Regions from separate parts of the Aedes albopictus genome. Here region 2 is linked to region 1. The links are chromatin contacts, called in public Hi-C maps. All regions are on one chromosome and are shown on one strand. The core of a region is the stretch at or near the end of the contact, and the rest is flanking DNA. Distances in the headings are between cores, read along the strand shown. Region 1 holds the start of LOC109414343 (septin-interacting protein 1). Region 2 holds the start of LOC109424226.

The links. A called contact is a pair of places that touch in the nucleus more often than the background predicts.
Region 2: a contact with region 1 is called in a Hi-C map of whole body, with 8 times the contacts expected there. The contact joins the promoter of LOC109424226 here to the promoter of LOC109414343 in region 1. A contact is called at or near these places in 2 of 3 Hi-C or Micro-C datasets (embryo and whole body).

The regions. Positions count from the first base shown.
Region 1 is chr2:157,033,337-157,038,492 of AalbF5, forward strand. LOC109414343 (septin-interacting protein 1) reads left to right here and starts at 2,513. Exons shown (of 2, transcript XM_019688160.3): 1 at 2,513-4,524; 2 at 4,644-5,156. The coding sequence starts at 2,649.
Region 2 is chr2:157,171,660-157,176,815 of AalbF5, forward strand. It overlaps LOC109424226, which reads left to right and starts at 2,395. Exons shown (of 2, transcript XM_019699308.3): 1 at 2,395-2,674; 2 at 2,738-3,391. The coding sequence starts at 2,628. The coding sequence ends at 3,230.

The sequences.
Region 1 (5,156 bases), core at 1,263-3,762:
TGTTTTGAGCCCATTTTAGCTAATTTTGTAACAACTATCCATCAAAATTTCCATCGCGAATGGAAACCCGCATAAAGATTTACAGTTTGTCTTAATCTCCAAACAGTAATTGTCTTGTATCTGTTGTTGTTAATGTATGATAAATAGTTGCTTTTATGTCGCAGAATGTGAGATTCAACGCAGTCGACTATAAATTAAGGTATAAGCAATCTATACCAAGTGGTCACATTATATTATACTGTGCAAGTATTGTTGAATGATATGGAGATGGGAGTTCGGAAGTAATGGCGGCAATATTAACTCACCTTATATCATACTGTTTGTGCTTATTTCGTGCAACACACTAACACGCGTGCGTTTCATTATATGTTACTGATGTTTGACAATATGATAAGCAGTTGCATGCATCGGTATTTGTGAACCAATGAAAATCGGCTGATGGCTGCAATGAGAACTTTCAAAACAAAGAAAAAAAATCGGACCAGCAGCAGCAGCAGCCGCAGCAGTAAACGTACTTATAAGTGGTAAGTATTTTATCTAACGGAATAATGTCTACTCAACGAAAACCTACATTGTATCTTTTGTCCCCGTAGTCGGAAACGGTTTCCATCCGGAGGCATTGGCGGTCGTCCTCATCGGTGCCCTACAGCTGCAAATTTCAATGTCGCTAGAACCAGACGACAACATCTGGATGGTTCGGCAAAGAGGCATGAGGTGCATCGTCCCCCCACGGTAAGTATTTTCCATCAGACAGATTATAGTGTTTCTACAGTTGATCAGTGAACTAATAATTGTTAATATTTCTCCTGTAGGCGCTGTTTCCTTATGCACGGTTGCGCTTCCAACGCTAGGACAATCAAGTGTGGATTGACCTTCCCTTGATTCGATCTCCAAACCAGCGGCTGAAGCTTTTCGGGCATTTCGTCGCTTCGTGATTGCTGACAACAATGAAGCTGGAGCAGAAAACAACCTATTTACATGGCATATAGCATGAATGCATATTACGGTGTAATTAATAAATGAAATTGTTTCATTAATTCTTATTTGATTCGTTTTTGGTTTTACTCTTCGTAACTTTATGTGTGCAATATGGAATGCAGTTATTTTACTATGGAGAACTATAAATCACTAGTTACACATACAGTATTCGTTTTCGTTCAAATTTACGGTCAAACTGTTCCCCAACCATTTGCTATACAATGAATTGTCTGAAAAAAATGGATAATATATCGACCATATTCTTTACTGTATTGCGAAAAATTTGTTCGGGAAAATGAGCGATTTTTTATGGTAACCTATCTTAACCGCCTATTCCACATACTGTAATTTGGCTGCTTACCATTTGTCAAACAGGCAAATCTGTACGTGGTATGGTTATCTTACTGTTATCTCGGATAGTTTGAGAAATGGTTGATTGACAATTGCTAATAGTCATCAACAGTATGTGAAACGCTAAATTTACAGTTAGTGATTATGCGGGAAATAATAAACTTTGAACACGAGAACAAAATCGGAATAATGGTGGATTGATCATGTTTACCATTTCCGAACAGCGTCGCGACGGCTTGTTTCACAACCGCGCTGAGAGAGGTGGTTGCAAGAAAATTGAACGCTCGTGCGTGCTGTGTGCCGGGAGTGTGTAAAGTGTGTGTTAGCTAGCTTGAAAAATAAAACCGTTTCTATTCGCACCACCTAGGGCGTTAGTGTTGTCATCGCACATTGGTAGTAAAGATTCAAATCCTTACACAACTTTTCGAATGAAATTTGTTCTAGCCTGGATGTCTGTTCTCTGTGAAAAAAAACTATGTGTGAGAGATAGTGGGGTAAAACGAGCTCAATACACTGATTTCCAGCATCGTGCGGCGAATGACACCCTCCTTATTGTCGTCGCGGTTGAAACCCGAAGTTTCCCCACACCCGACAATCGAAATTTCTCAAAATACATACGTGAAACCTAATGTCGGACGTAGTGCGCTGGATTGCGGATCTGGCCCTCTATCCAGCGCACTGTGCCCGACGTACGTCTGACACACGGTTTAGGAGAAAAATCGATTTTCGCGTGTCAAAAATTCCGGTTTTCAACTGCACGAACAATATCTGAAACTATCCACTTATCCGCGAGCGGTAATGGCGGTGGCGGGCATAACCAACCGGTTCGGATTTTGACGTTTCTTGGGGGAAAGTCAAAACAGTTTCATTCTCCCCCTCACCCCTTCACCTCGCCCTTCACCCCCCGTTCGGTGGCGCCAACCGATTGCGATCCCCAAGAAACGTCAAAATGCGAATCGGTTAGTTGTGCCCGCCGCCGCCATTACCGCTCGCGGATAAGTGGATAGAGATTAATTTTTACAGTTCGTGTCAAAAATTCATTCAAATCCGTCCATTCCGAGCAGAGATATTGAATTTATTCGCGTTTTATACCTATTTTTTCCACTGTGCAATGCTACTGCGTAGAAATATTTCAAAATCACCAAAAGTTTTGGAGCTGTCAAAACTGCTCGAATGCCATGACAGATCTGGGTAAACAAAAGACGGCGTAAAATCGATTGAAAACGCTTTTGAAACACAGTTTTCTGTAAATTTCTTTCAAAATTTCCAATTTTTGTGCATAAAGGTGAAAAATAGTATCATTTTTTCCATAAGTGACCATGGCCGACGAAGAGTACGAGCGGTTCGAGATCACCGATTTCGACCTGGACAACGAATTCAATCCGCAGCGTCGCAACCGACGTCCGACCAAGCACCAGCAAATCTACGGCATCTGGGCCGATGAGGATTCGGAAAATGAGGACGGAGGCGAAGGCTCGTCGACAAGGCGTGGTCGTGGTCGTGGCGCCGGTGGTAAGAAACCGAAGGATTATACGGCTCCGATTGGGTTTGTGGCGGGAGGAATCCAACAGGCCGGGAAGAAAAAGGTTGAGGAGAAGAAGGAAAGCGACGGTGAGGGAGAGGATGAGGAGGACGATCGGCCCCGGTTTGGTGGGGCGCCGAGTGGAACCAGCTCGGAATCGGAGTCGGAGGTGGTGGCGAGGGCAAACGATTTCCGATCGATGGCCGGATTTAGGAAGTATCCGGCGAGAAGTGGTGCGCCTTCCGTGGGGAAAGGTGTTGGAGGATGGGAACAGCACACGAAGGGAATCGGAGCGAAGCTGCTTCTGCAGATGGGTTACCAGCCAGGGAAGGGGTTGGGAAAAGATTTGCAAGGTATTGCCGCTCCGATCGAGGCTCATTTGAGGAAGGGGCGTGGGGCGATTGGAGCGTACGGGCCGGAGAAGAAGACGGCTGTGATGGATCAAAAGCAGAAGAAGGAGAAGGAAGAACCCAAGGAGATTAAGGATAAGGATATGGAGCAGCAGTGGAGAAAGGACAAGCACAAGGGAAGGTACTTCTATAAGAGTGTTGAGGATGTCATTGAGAAGGGCAAGAGGACGTACACTCCATTTGATAAAAACTCAAAAATGAGCAACGTGAAAGTTATTGATATGACCGGGCCTGAGAGTCGAGTTCTCAGTGGATACCACGCATTGGGACTGGCCAAAGTAGCAGGAGAGGATTTGTATGAATCAACAGCGACGAAGGAAACGACCAACTTTGCCCTGCCGGAATTGATGCACAATTTGAATCTGATCGTGGAGTATTGCGAGCAGGATATCATTGCCATCGACAAGCAGAAGTGCGAGGCACAAGACCGAGAAGAGCAGCTGGAAATTGAGAAGGAAAATCTAATCCGGATTACCCAGCTGGAAGAAGACTACATTCACACTTTGGAGGGAGCCCTGGACTTGGTGAAGGCCTTGGTCGAGCCGGAAAGTGGTTCAGTTTCGCTGGAAGATTGTGAAAGGATTTTCATACGAATGCAAGGCGACTTCCCCGCGGAATACAAAGAATTCGGATTGGCTGATCTGGCTCCAGGCGTTGTGGCACCTCTGATAGCAGCCTATCTCAAAGAGTGGAATCCATTCGTAGACCCAACCCGCCATCTGGACCTGTTCAAACGCTGGCGTTCCATTTTGGGATCCTCTGATACCGAGAAACGCAATCTTCTAGATCCATATTCTGGCCTCGTCTGGTCCGGTGTCATTCCCAGCATACGTTCCGCCGCCACAACCTGGGACCCCCGTCTTCATCAACCGATGATCGCCCTTCTGGACGCTTGGGCCCCGCTGCTTCCCTCGTGGATCTTAGACAACGTCCTAGAGCAGATAGTCATGAACAAACTAACCACAGCCGTCGCCGAATGGGATCCTCTCACGGACACAATCCCTATTCACGTATGGATCCAACCATGGGCAGGAATTCTCGGCTCAAAGATGGAATCCGGCATCTATCCGACGATTCGAGAAAAGCTGAGCAAGGCACTGAAGGCGTGGAATCCGGAAGATCGATCGGCCCGAGCCATGATTACGCCGTGGAAGGGTGTGATGGCTGACGAAGACCTGCAGGTGTTCCTTACCAAGAACATCATTCCAAAGCTGGAGCTGCGACTGACGGAGCTGGTGATCAACCCGCTGCAGCAGGACTTGGGTAAGTTAAGGCTTGCTTTTATATTACTTCACATATTTGGAAATTTCACTTAATACAAATTAAAAATAACCCTCCACTCACATTACTATAAATTGTTAATTTTACTTTTATTCTTTTAGAAATCTTCAACCAAGTGTGGGAATGGAGCGAACTGATCTCCACCATTCAGATGGCGTGCATCCTGGACAAGTTCTTCTTCCCCAAGTGGATCCAAACCCTAGTGCTATGGCTCAACCAGTCGCCCAATTTCGACCAGGTCACCCGCTGGTACCAGGGCTGGAAGTCGCAGTTCACCGAGGACATCATCCGTCAGCCCAACATCAAGGAAAGCTTCCGCAAGGCGCTCGAACTGATGCAGCGTTCCATCGGCATAACGACAGGTTCGTCGGCTTCAGCTTCAGCTTCCACCTCGACGGTGGAACCGATGGACACGATACCTCCGCCACCGAAGCCTCCCTCCCTGCTGGATGTTCATGTGGACGTATCGCCGACGTTGGAGTTCAAAGAGCTGGTGTCGCAAAAATGCGCCGAAAGGGGGATCATCTTTGCGCCGATGCCCGGCAGACGGGAAATGGGCAAACAGGTCTACCGAGTTGGGAAACTGTTCTGCTACATCGACCGGTCGGTGTGCA
Region 2 (5,156 bases), core at 1,145-3,644, 140 kb after region 1:
CCGAAAAACAGCGAACCGCCATGGCCTGGACATGGCAAAAGGATCGAAGATACCTTTGGACGTAGGCTACTACAGGAGCAGAGAAGGGAGTCGCTTGTTACCAGATAACCAACAGTATCACAGCTTGGTTGGGGCGATACTCTACACAGCTGTGAACACCCGACCGGACGTTTCAGCAAGCATCTCTATACTCAGCAGAAAGATCAAGGACCCGACAGAAGTTGACTGGACGGAACTGAAGCGCATCGTAAGGTACCTTATGAAGACTTCAGGATTCAAGTTAAAGTTGGCAGCTACCAGAAGCGAAGCTACGAAGCTAGTGGGTTATTGTGACGCCGATTGGAGTAGCGACCCGTCCGACCGCAAATCGATCACTGGGTACTTGTTTTTGCTGGGACACGCAAGCGTTTGCTGGGCCAGCCGAAAACAGACAAGCGTTTCATTGTCGAGTATGGAAGCGGAGTTCATCGCCTTATCGGAAGCAAGCCGAGAACTCGTATGGCTTCGTCGCTTACTGTGTGATATGGGAGAGAACCAGAGTGATCCTACTATCATATTCGAGGATAACCAAGCGTGCATCAACTTCGCCGAGGAAGAACGTCAATCCAGGCGTTCGAAACATATAGATACGCGAAAGTTCTTCACCAAGGATTTGATCGACAAGGGAGTTGTAAAACTGAAGTACTGTGCATCTGAAGACATGGCAGCCGACATGCTAACCAAACCGTTGGGAAGCGAGAAGCTGAAGAGATTCGTTGCGATGGCAGGATTAGTTGAACGTGAGCAGAAATAGCGGAAATCATATATCGAGGAGGAGTGATGAAAAAAGGGGGCGATATATTTTATCCGCCGCCCCTGCTCAACTGATAGAAGAGCTTCAGCGGAAGCGAAGAGAAAACCACCACTGTATCTTTTTCATTCCACGAGAGAATTTCAATAAAGTACGTCGTGTTATTTCACTCGTTTTCATTTCGCCACGCGTTCCGAAAGTACTATCGGGATTTCGGTCTTTTCGGGATTGTCCGCTTTGTGCCCTGTGTCCTCTGCTGGCTCCAACAAAAAAAACATATCACTTCGATATTTGGGTTCTTGCTAATTTCCGAAAGTACTATCGGGATTTCGGTCTTTTCGGGATTGTCCGCTTTGTGCCCTGTGTCCTCTGCTGGCTCCAACAAAAAAAACATATCACTTCGATATTTGGGTTCTTGCTAATATTTGACAAATTTTGAGTGCATGTGTCCAAAAATTGTGATCGGAATTTGCGCAAATTTTAACATGGCGAAAAACAAAATGGCGCATATTTTTTTGCTTGTCTGGAGTCCAAAGTAGATTACCAGAAGATGGTGGAACAAAAATTCCAGATGGGGACTATTATTCGAATTTTTATGCTCTAAAATCATGCAATTTGATTATATTTGGTATGGAAAAGGTAATCAGGTTAACCAAGATCGACCCGTAATTTGTTAAATAAGCAGATTGTTGGTTTGAACTGAAAAAAATACATGGAATATGAAATGCAAACTCAGATCGATATATCATCTCAAAGACATAGAACAGGGGGCGACACTAGTTTTTACAAGCTGAAATTAAAAAAAAAGCAGAAAAAGACGAAAAAAACGGTAAAACCCACAAAAGCTTCGCCGTCTTTTTATTTTGACTTTTTGAGGGATATTTCGACATTTTTGGGTTGTGAAAAATTGTGTCGTTCCCCTGCATAGAACTGTAAATTTCACATTTTTGCTATAAAATTAAATAAATAAGCGATATACGTTTTTTTACAATTTTTCATACTAAGTTGAACCATTTTTGATCTTTGTGCAAGGTTTTAAAATATTAAAATAAAGCTGGGGGTAAGATACAAGATCGAAAAAAATATATATTATCAATCACAATCAATAAAACATAAAAAAGAAAAGGCACGGATTGTGGTTTAAACCAAGCATCTAGGTATGGCTTTAGCATGTCATAAGAACATTATCCCAATATAATTTTAATATTCCTATCCATTCTTATTCAAAATTGCTTTCTTTTTAGGAAATTCTTACTTTCTTGACGATGTCATGTAATGTCTATAAATAATGATCTGAGTCGTATTCTCGATACCTACTTTGAAGACGATTGTATTGAAAGTAGGTATCAAGGATACGACTTAAATAGGTAATAAAATCTAATTTAAATTATCTAGGTACCATACTGATTGACTCAACATATTGGAAGAAACATTTCAGATATTTCTCACCATGCTCCTCGTTCATATGCTTTTCATAAGTAGCAACGTATGGAGGCGCGTTTAGTAGTTGTTTCACGGCACAGGCAAACAAGGTAAAGCAAAAGAACGAAGTGGTGAGTTCCGTTGTGTCAACGTTTCTCTGTCATTACACGCACTACCTAAATCACTGGTCTATCCATACTGACAGACAGACCGTTCACTCGAGCTATGTGTAAACAAGTATTGATCAACTTTTCAGTTTCGAGACTGAACCAATTATTCTTATGAAAAGTTTGTGTAAATAAATTTAGTCCTCCACATAATAAAACGATGATATCGCGTAGATTTTAGGTGTAAAGCGTAACATAGCATGCTTAGAAACGATTACGACCGGAGAAAGTTTATTTAATTGTGCCCTATGTGTAGTGAATGTCGAGATAGTATTCCCTTTAAATGGTGCATCATGTAAGTGGCGAATGGCGTATAGGTGAGGAAATCAATGAATTTAATTTTGCTTTGTACCATCAGGGATGATGACCTTCAACCGTTGAGGAGCGAAGAATGCCTTGAGCAGAACAACAATAACGTTACAGCCGACGACGAGAGCGAAGGAGCCGTGGGTGGATCTGTGGAAGCCGACGATACAGATCCCGAAATAAAGCTCGAAGAAATCGTGTGGAGCGAAGAGGAGTTCGATCGGGACCCGCATAGGGCGTGCTTTTACGATGCATATCGATCGGGAGCGGGATCGCCGGAGTTGGACGATTCGACGGAGAACGCGGGCACTACGACTCCGGAGCGCAAACCGCTGGCTCTGATGGACGACTGGGACCTGTGGGACTACATGGACGAGGAAACGTTAAAGCAACGGCTGAAGTTTCACCCGGAGCTGCTGGAGCAGATCACACGGAAGCGAAAGCGGAGAGCCGGACTGGATGAAAGCGACGATGACGATCTCTGTGCGGTGATGGAGAGGCATGCAAAAGTGACGAAGTTTAACGAACACACAACAGTTTACTAGTGTCGAATGTTTTATTTTTGATGTTCTTGGTTAACATTTTACAAATATCTATTTAGTGAAGTCCAATTTAGTATGTGTAATATTCCTAGACCTTTTTCAATTTTAGTTGTGTACTATAATCCATAATTGTAAATATATTTTTAACAATTGCTTGAAAATTCCGCATCATCATTCATTGAAAAGAAGTTAAATGAGTTGTCAGTTAAATTGGATTATTTCTTTTCTAATGGAAACATTACAACATCTAACGAGTTTTTTCGATCACGTGACTTTCATAATTCATGGAACTGTCTCAAAAAACCCAAAGCATTTTTATCAACTGTATGAAACGAGCTCACCAACAATCATGCACACTGCTCGCTTCTGGAGTAAAACGACGATTATGAACAAATTCCTGGCGAGATTTTTGAAAGATGGCTTATGGTAAGTAGGTACGCTAATAGCAAAACAAATCTTGGCTTATCTCGATGGGTGAGAAATTAAGACAAGGAATGAATAAGTTTTTTTTTCTTGATTGTAGTAAATAGGACTGTCTTTGAACATTTATTTGAAGGAATTGTAAAAGAAAAACTAGTACTGCAGTGATATTCCTTGGGCAATTCCATTTCAGATGTATTCATAGTATTCAACGTACGACATATTTTTGTTTGACATATTTCGGATTCGACATGTTTTTGTAGCTTCTTTGTAGACGCCTGTCAAATTCTGTGCTGATTCCATACGAACTATATTCTTGAAGAGTTCTCTAATAGATATTTGTCGATATTTAATGTGAGTTTTTCTAGATTTTCCTGGTCGTCTTATTATAATATTTCATTGGGTTTATTGTGCAAGGATTGCTGAAGAGATGAGGAAATTTGAGGTAAGATTGATACACGTGAAGTTGATAAACTGTAAAAATCCTATATGTATTGCGGAAGAATTTTGTATTGCGAGAACGATCAGCTTACTGCGGGCGATAAAAACGTGTGCCGCAGAATCCGCATGACCGAAACGGTGTAGATATTAGTCCTGTTCAAGTAAGTCGTACATTATTGAAGTTGCTGCATCCTGCTGTTACCTATTCGTCAACAAATGGGTAAGATCAGGATGGAACAACTTCAACAACCTACTTCGTTTAACAGGACTATTATTTTAAGCAGCCATGGCTCGAAAGAACCGGAGTCAGCTGGAATGTTACTTTTTTATGGCGCCTATTACAGGCGGAATCAATCTGTGAGTCCACCTTTCTTTGCTGGAACTGTCACACGCACACTGATGGCGCTGCTATTTGACATTTGAGGCCAACCGTTGAGGTATTCCTACACTTAAGGACAGACTTGTTTGAATCCCAACATGGCCGCCACAATGGCCGACTTTGGCACCTACTCACGATTTTGAGAGCACAAATCTCTTCGTAAACAAAACCAGCGCACCTGATCTTCTTATTTTAAGCTTGTTACGAGTGAGCAAGAACAGAATAATGAAATGCACTGTTGTGTGAAGCTTGCTTCTCGAGATTTGTGCGTTTGAAGTTCTGATGCACTGTTGAAGCGGGATTTCAAGACGTTTGTCCTTAATGCAGACACGAATGAACTCCCTTCGTTTAACCGTTTTGTGTCCGACAAACTTTTAGCCTTTTCATTGGATGTGTTAATCACCGTTAACTGATATTTATTTGTTTTATTGATGTTTCTCGGTGAGCCGTGACTTTTCGGATCTAGGAAACCGAACAGCTACCGGAGGAGTTCTGTCCCATTCACAAGAAAGGCGACCATTTGGAATGTGAGAACTTCAGGACGATCACTATTTTGAATGCTGCCTACAAAGTACTATCCCAGATCATCTTCCGTCGTCTGTCACCTAAAACAAATGAGTTCGTGGGAAGTTATCAAGCAGGCTTCATCGACGGCCGGTCGACAACGGATCAGATCTTTACCGTACGGC